Linked DNA regions of Lactuca sativa: region 2 is linked to region 1. A link is a contact called in public Hi-C data. All regions are on one chromosome and are shown on one strand. Each heading gives the region's core, a stretch centred on a gene start, on an enhancer-like site or on the middle of the called end of the contact. The rest is flanking DNA. Distances are from core to core; before and after follow the strand shown. Region 1 holds the start of LOC111917059. Region 2 holds the start of LOC111917040.

Region 1 (4,187 bases), core at 245-2,744:
AAGGAATATGTAGATGGATAAGTTTCATGATTAAACATTAACATGCATTTATAAATAGATAGATAAATACAAGTTTAATGAACATATGTACCAGTATGACAGAAACATTGAATTGTGGTTTAGTTTACCTCAACAGATTTCATTTCCTCTATGCTCTTGTCTATTCTTTGTAATCTTCATTTCCTCTTTTAAAATTCCATAGCTTCCATCATCTTGCAAACTCATATCAAACACTTCTGAATTTGAAGCAGAGTGTTCTGTTCTACCATTTCCCCTCTTTCTATCTTTTCTCCAAATACTCCCACTATCTTTCTGATTGACTCCATCTCGACCCGAATCCAACCCTGTACGAATTCTCCTTCTACTATCCTTTTTCGTGGATTTCGCATTTGCGTTTGTTGAACTCTCGTCATGCCCATTTCTGAGAATCAAACCCGAATCATCATCCGGAAAGGGATACCCAATACCTGTATTGTTTTTCTCAAATTTCCTGGATTTCTCATTATGTTCATCTCTATGAACCAAATCGGGTTCTTCAGGCGAATACCCATCAGTGATTCTTCCGTATGGTTTGATGCTATGAACAACCCCTTTTGGGAAAAACCTAGCGGAAGGAATACCATCTACAGTTTCAAACAACTGGGGTCCATCTTTCTCGGACCATAAATCGAACCCACCCGGTTTCTGAAACCGGTCAGCCAAAACCTTCAATTGCTCATCGGCGCTAGTGGAGAACAACTTCGGGGCTTTCTCTACGACTTCCCACGGCCGTTCGAGCTCCGAAATGGCGGCGCTTAGCTCAGCCCTTTTTCGCATTTCGTAAACCTGGCGTTCACGGGCGAGCCGAGCTCGGAGGAGTTGTTTGGCCTTCTTTGCTTGCATCCGTTTCCACTGCCACTTGGAAACGCCGCCGGGGAATGTTCTTGGACCTCCGCCCATGCGAATTGTCGTTGATGGGGGTGGTTTAGCAATTGAGAGACGAGAGAAACTGGATGTGAGGAATAAGTGGGTGGGGTCAGACACAATCTGGGATGAGAAGGATAAGAGGGATGACGCAGGTGTATTGATTGATAGATGCATCTGAAGAATCGGCGGCGACATGGCAGCGGAAGGTCTCCGAAGAGAGAACAGCCGGATTTCCATTTTCTAGGATTGAGATAAAAGAATTATGGTCCAGAATTTGCAACATATGGTCCCCATACTCTTGTCTGATTGATGATAATGATCCCTTCGGTTGCAACAATTTTCAATGGAATAACGGGTAACAGAGTTACAAGAGTAAACCACATAAATGGTCATGGATGTTCACAAAAGATCATAGGTTTAATCTTTAAGGTTGAGGGGAGGGGTGTTGAGCTCATCAAGTTCCACCTCAACTCCATTAAGGAAGAAAGGGGGAAGAAGGGAGGAAGAAAAAGAGAGGGGATGGGTTGTCGAGTAGAGGAGAAGAAAAGGGTGAAGAAGAAGTCAAAGAGGAGAGAACTTGGCAGTCAGTCGCCAAATTAGGCTTCTGAACTTGGCATGGCGAGTACACGAAGCAGTGTTCACCGAGTCCACATCAGCAAAAGTCAATCCTCTGTCGAGCAGCTCCGTCCAGTATAAATCTTTTGTTTTAACACGAATGATATGTGGTTTCAATTTATTACATTGTTGGTCCATAACCCATCTAAATCATATATTGCACTCTTTTTAATAGATTCTGACATTTTTTCTATACATTTCTCATATTTATATGGATATTAAAAAAGAGGGTACACCAAATCTTACCCCACTTTCTTTTTAACCTTCATAAGAGTCATCACAAAAACATTATCGTCATCGCCATCTGGTTTTGTACTCTTAAAAACCCCTCGTTTAAAACTTCATCACTGGTCACCATGATAGTAATCATATATGAAAGTCAAGCAATATAGGAAGATATTTCTTCTTTCAAATCCTCCAAATATCTTGTAAAACACATGATGTCCTGCATCTCACAATGAATTTATCCAAACATACTCATACATTTTTATTTTAAATGGGTGTACACCCAAAAAGGAAAAAACAAAAGGATATAAAATGTTTATTTTTGCATTTACATAATAATTGTATATTAAAACTTGAATCGATTTGTGTTTCTCTCTCATTATTTCATAGTCATTAGGTATGTATCTCCAAACCATCACATTCAAACCTTCAATTGACTTTATAATCTTCTTTATTTTCATTTCTATATACTTCTGTTTCATATTTCTTCGTGCCAATGGAACTTTTAGTGTGTGTTTGTGTGTATCATGTAAATATATGTGATTAGTTCCCAACTTTCTTTGCAATATATCCATCACCGATAAGGAAGAATGTGACCCATGGTGTTGGTGTCACTGGTAACTAAGACTATTGACTTCCTTCTTACAATCATCATTAATAAGTCCTATTCATAAGTATACTCCTTTCATTTAATATATGAATAGCATTACATTCATTTAACTATATATTCATTAAAAATACATGATATGCATTATATAAATATTAATGGATCAAAACTTAAAACGTTTATTAAACCATCAAAACGTATTTATATAATAGTATCCTTAGCCACCGAGAAAGCGGATGACTGTAAATAGAAAACAAGATAACAATTAAATTCAAACTAAGATGAACGAGGAGATAGAAGCCGATAAGGACTCTCAAATTCCTTTACTCCTCTCAAGTTGGAGCATGTAAGTTTTGAATGTCCAACTTATTCAGCGAGAAATGAAGACGTTGTGATCCCAATGCCTTTGTAAATAAGTCAACAGCTTGATGTGTGGTGTGTATGTGCATATGATGAATATCTTTTGATTCAACATGCTCACAAACAAAGTAGCAATTCGTCTCTACATGCTTGGTTCTTTCATGAAACATACGATTGTTAGCGATATGTCTCGTTGCTTAATTGTCAAAAAATAAAGGTGTAGGCCAAATAGGAGATGCTTCCAGATCATTCAACAGCCACCATAACCATAATGTGTTCACTAACTGAAATCAACATGGCTCCATATTCTGCTTATGTGGAAGAACGTGAAACTACAAACTGCTTTTTGGTCTTCCAAGAGATGGGAGCACCATCAAGAGTGAGTAAATACCTGGTACATGACCGTCTGGTGTAAGAACATCCTAGCCAGTCTGTATCACAACAAGTAGCAAGATTCATCCCTCCAACTTTTGGTAAAAAAATGTCTTGGCCTGGTGTTGATTTCAAGTAACGTAAAATCCCGTTTGTTGGGTCCATCTGTGTTTTCAGTGGATCCGAAAAGAACTGGCTCAAAATATTTATTGAATATGCTAAGTTGGCCCTAGTGGCTTGTAAATAAAGAAGTCTTCCCCTGAGTCGTCGATATTGACTACCATCAACATGAGGAATGTCCTTGCTTTCATCGATCTTTAAATTATGCTCCATTAGGAAATTTCAAGGATGAAAACCTTACATTCTGCTATCTTAAATTATATCTAAGTTATAGTTTCGTTAACTCAAGACTAGACCATATGATGTTCGAGCCGCCTCACTGCCCAGAAAATACTTCAACGGGCCCAAATCCTTGATGCTAAACATTTTATCTAGATAGGCTTTAGTTGCTTGTATCTTAGACGCATCATTCTCAACGAGTACAACATCATCCACATAAATGAGAGAAGCAATGAAACTTCCTTGTTGCTTACAAGTAAAAAGTGAATGATATGCATACGATTGCCTAAAACTGATCTTGAGTGTAACACTCGGTTTCAGGTATGTTACCTTTTAGTCCTTGGGTCATGGTTTTTATTACAAAAGAGGTACCTTCGCACGTAGGGTGTACATATACATACGCTTAGCATACATTGGTGAATTGATTGTAGGCTTGAACCACGTACGAGGGGATGACAAAGATGTACGTGGGGCATACGTAGCCAAAAGCAAAACCCTAAATCTTCGGGAATGAACACTATTTAAGCACATTTATAACTTTTAGACCCTCACCATTATCAACCTCTACACCTCTAAATGTTCCTAAAACCTTAGTTTGCTTCGGAGTGTGATCTTTGAGCTTAAAAGTGACTTTAGTGACCCTATTTGGTGTGTTTGCAAGAAGAACTTGGTGTACAAACCTTGGACATGGTTGAGCTTCAAGATCCTGTATTTACATCATCTTAGGAGGGTTTTAGAGGTATAAAGTTCATACCTTGCCTAT
Region 2 (4,311 bases), core at 1,426-3,925, 140 kb after region 1:
ATTTCATTGTACAACATCACCGTTTGTATGTATTCTGAAATTTCACTTTAAAAATGCTTAATGTTTACACCTTGATATTATTTTTTTTAATAAACTCATGTAATAATTATGGAATATATATCTCATTTTAATTAACATTCATTTCCTTTATTATATCAAATTCCTCATTAAACGGATTTACTTTTGGAAAATAATAATTATAATAGGCAGCATTATATAAGACGTAAATGTTTGATATACTTTTGGAGAAAAAAAATCAGAATCATTAAAAAAAATTTATATAAAGAAAATACAAATTTAAGTTTGTTGAAATTATTGATGAAACTACTGGCGAAATTTTATTTTGAAGGGAGTTGTATTTTGTAAGGTATAATAATATTACAAAATTTGAAATATCTATATTTGTTGTGTAAATTAATAAATTTTATTGTTACTATACAAAGATAAAAAAGTAGGTTGATATGATATACAAAAACATAATATTTTCAATGATATTTTAAAATCATGCCAAAATTAACCGGATTCTTATGACATAAAAGTTAAAAAAAAAAACCATAATCATCTCTAATATATAAAAGTAACATTTTCGTAATTAATGTCAGTTCCCAAGATAGTTAATTTTTGTTTTGTTAAAGGTACCTAATATCTTTTCATGTTTATTTGAAAATTTTCAGAAAAGTAGTTAACTAATTTCATATAATTTGTGACAAAGAAAATCGAAATATATGAATACATACATTTGATATAGGAACAAAAAATAATCGAAAAAAATATAAAAAATGAAAGAAGGTACTGACCTTCTAGCGCACAAGAGCGAATGTTTATAGCAGAGAATGATGATGGAAGTTATAAGCAATATTAACGATGTTGTAGGAGAAGGTTTGAAGAAAATAAACGATTGAAAATAAATATGAGTCGTGAATTCAATGATGAATCGTATATATATATGTGATAATTTGAATATAATTTTTCGGTATTAATGATTTCCTAATAAAAAAAAATTTATATTAATGGTTTACTAATATAAACGGATTTATATTAATAGTTAATATTAAGGTCTTGATTGAAATGATTTGTTAGTAATATGTTTTTAAAACTGACCATATTAAAATCTTCATAACTGAAAACTCAAGATGTAAAATATGGAAAGCTTTTATTGGAATTAAATATATTCCATTTCAACGAATATAAGTTATTGATTGATGATTGCAAAGCATTTATTGGAATTAAATACATTCCATATGGGAAAGATAATGTAAGCAATTTGATCTAAGGGTGGAAAAAATAAGATTGAAATACAATCAATGGTCCAGATTATTTAAGATGATGTAATAAGGTTTCTCTTTTAGTAATATTTAAGATTGATATTGGTAAATTGATTTAATGGTAACTCTTTTGATCTTTGGAAACAATATTGAATTGTACTTGCTTTTACCAACAAATTGTTTTCGAAACAAAGTTTATATAATATTTTTTATAGATGTTTAATTACTTGTTTGGTAATATAAAAAAACGAACGTAAAAATGATATGAATTAATATATATATATATATATATATATATATATATATATATATATATATATATATATATATATATATATATATATATTGTATTTCATTGTAGTTAAAATGATAAAATATTATAACAAAGACATTCGACAAAAAAAATATTAATCATTTTAATTGTTGTTGATATTTTAGGATGGCTAATTGATTAGTTTTATGCGCACAAAATATGGATAATTTTTAAACTAGAAGATATTCCAAGACTTTAGTTTACATCTACGTCAAAAGATAACATATATGTTTTTGGTCTGATATCTTCTATAAAACAAAACATTTAGAAAGTGCTAATATATGCTTGTCGACAAAAGAGACCAAAAATATTACAGACAAAAAACGAACACGAGTTTATATTCGCTTTTGTGTGGATAAGTTGGTGCAAAACTAATTTTGATCGTAAATGTAATTTGATAATCATAATTAAAGTTATTTTACATGAACGTTTTTTTCTACGTACAACTTAATATCATCAATGATCAAATAATTGGAAGAAAATGCGTGCTACAAACAGCTCATTAATAAAATATCGGATGTCATAAAAAGTAACTTAAATTATACTCGATCATATATGAACAAATGCAATAAGATCCAGCAGATTAAATACAAAAATTATGAAGAATCTATATACTTGATAAGGAAATTATATATTATCAACAGAATGTGTCATCGAACCCAATCAAACTCCCCGAACGGTGGTTGGTGTGGGTGGTTCCACCATACTTCTTCTTCTGGTGGCTCGAATGTAGCAGACGATCGACACCACAAAAGCCATAACCAACCCTCCAAGGATCACCCCACCACCGGCAATTGACTTATCGACCGACCCTGAACCATGGTGGTGTTTATGTTGCTTCTCCAAGTACATTCCACTCTCCTCCTTCGCACTCCCACCGTTCCCTTCATGATCCCTTGATGTTGCGGTGGTTGGTGGCTCCGCTTCGCTTACATGATGGTTCCCAAGTTTACGACTTCTGGGTGCTTCAGCTGTTTGCGGTGGTCCAACCACAGAAGGCTCGATTTCTGCAGATGGTGATGCTAGGGTTAGAAATGTGTGTGTTAAGATCAAGAAAAGAAGAAGCAATTGGGCCATTTTTTGCGATGTTTGTATGGATTGCAGTGGAGGTATACAAAGTGCCTTTTTGTGTTTATATATATAGAAGACAAGGGTAGCCTCTTGACAACTGCTCGTTTTCTTATATCATAAATTACTGGATCCAAGAGGCTGTTGCTGTTTGATGTGTACTCTTTGCATTAAAAGTTGTACACAAGTTTGGATTTTACAATTTTATGATATCCTAGATTTCGGGCTTCGGGCTTCGGGCTTGTACTCGTGATGACCTCAGCAGATCTAAATGTTTTGTATGCAGAGTCGATGAACGGCTAACTTTTGGTAATGGGGCCGGGTTGATTTAAGATTTTGTTTTTTTCGACATTATGTTACATTAGATAGTTTGATATTGATATTTTCAATTGAATCAAACAAATAATAATTTTCAGCTTATATAACGTTCAATGATAATTGCACACATCTTCTGGGGTATCATAACTCTAGAAGGAGGCATTAGTTTGATATTGTAATTACTTGTTTATTTACAAATCCTTTGTATTAATTATAAAATTAGGACCACTTGTTGATACATTGTTCGCCAAAATCGGAATTACCAACTGAATATTTAACATAAAAAATAAAATAGTACATATCAATCGAATTTATAAATTAATATAAAAATATGTACACGTGAAAAGAAATAGAATAATTGGAAATACAACTGTTAGGGGACATGATGTATTGTATTTGTGTTGCAATTTAATGATTTTGAAATTAAATAATCAAAGTATAGGAGAAAAATAAGATCAGAATCTTCATATGTGGGTTCCTTTTAACTCTTCATCAAAAATATAGATATAGATATAAAGAGTAAACACCTGTCAAAATTTAATAGCTGAAACAGATAATCTATTCTAATAAATGAAAGTCTTTTTTTGTCATATATTATATTTTCATTCAATTTATCAGATGTCATTTTGTGATTATTTTGAATTAATTTCTTTTTCATATATCATTTCATGGGTTTTTTCTATTTTAATAAATTTCACATGATATTTTAATGTAATAATTATAATAAATATAAAAATAAATAAATATCAATTTCATTAATTGACTTACCTTCTTATTTCAAAATTCTCAAATTAAAGTTCATTAGTTTATTTTGTTTATTTGTTTAAATATAAAAGATGAGAAATTACTTCATACCTTTTATGCTTACAATTATTCTTATCCATTAAAATTATGACAAATCATCATTCAATTTTATTTTATTTGATATATTCATAATATAGCCTTAATGAGTTAGTTAAAAAAAATATAGAATGATGACATTTGTCATAATTTTATTGGGTAGGAACATTTGTAGACATAAAAAATAGGAATCAATTTAATTTCTCATAAAAGATTAAAAATAATCAGTTTTAATTATTCATTATTTTTCTTATTTTTTATAAATCCAATGTTCTTAAATATTTAAACATTTATATTTAATATTTTATAATTAACTCATGTAATACATGAGTCTTATACATAGTGAAGTAATGAATTAGAATATAGATATGTTTAGTTTCTTAATTTCTTTGCATCGGATGCACTTGAGCTTCTTAGTAGAATACAACGGATCATGCATAACAATGTTATATCCTCTAGATCTGTAGGTATAGCCTTCAAGAGAATTGACATTACCATACAAAAAGG

What was found. Hi-C and Micro-C count contacts between places; a contact is called where the count stands out from the background.
Region 2: a Hi-C map of leaf shows a contact between it and region 1, with 3 times the contacts expected there. The contact joins the promoter of LOC111917040 here to the promoter of LOC111917059 in region 1. A contact is called at or near these places in 2 of 4 Hi-C or Micro-C datasets (leaf and seed).

The regions. Positions count from the first base shown.
Region 1 is chr8:129,395,212-129,399,398 of Lsat_Salinas_v11, forward strand. LOC111917059 reads right to left here and starts at 1,495. Exons shown (of 2, transcript XM_023912714.3): 1 at 129-1,495. The coding sequence starts at 1,143. The coding sequence ends at 130.
Region 2 is chr8:129,534,274-129,538,584 of Lsat_Salinas_v11, forward strand. LOC111917040 reads right to left here and starts at 2,676. Exons shown (of 1, transcript XM_023912695.3): 1 at 2,081-2,676. The coding sequence starts at 2,655. The coding sequence ends at 2,242.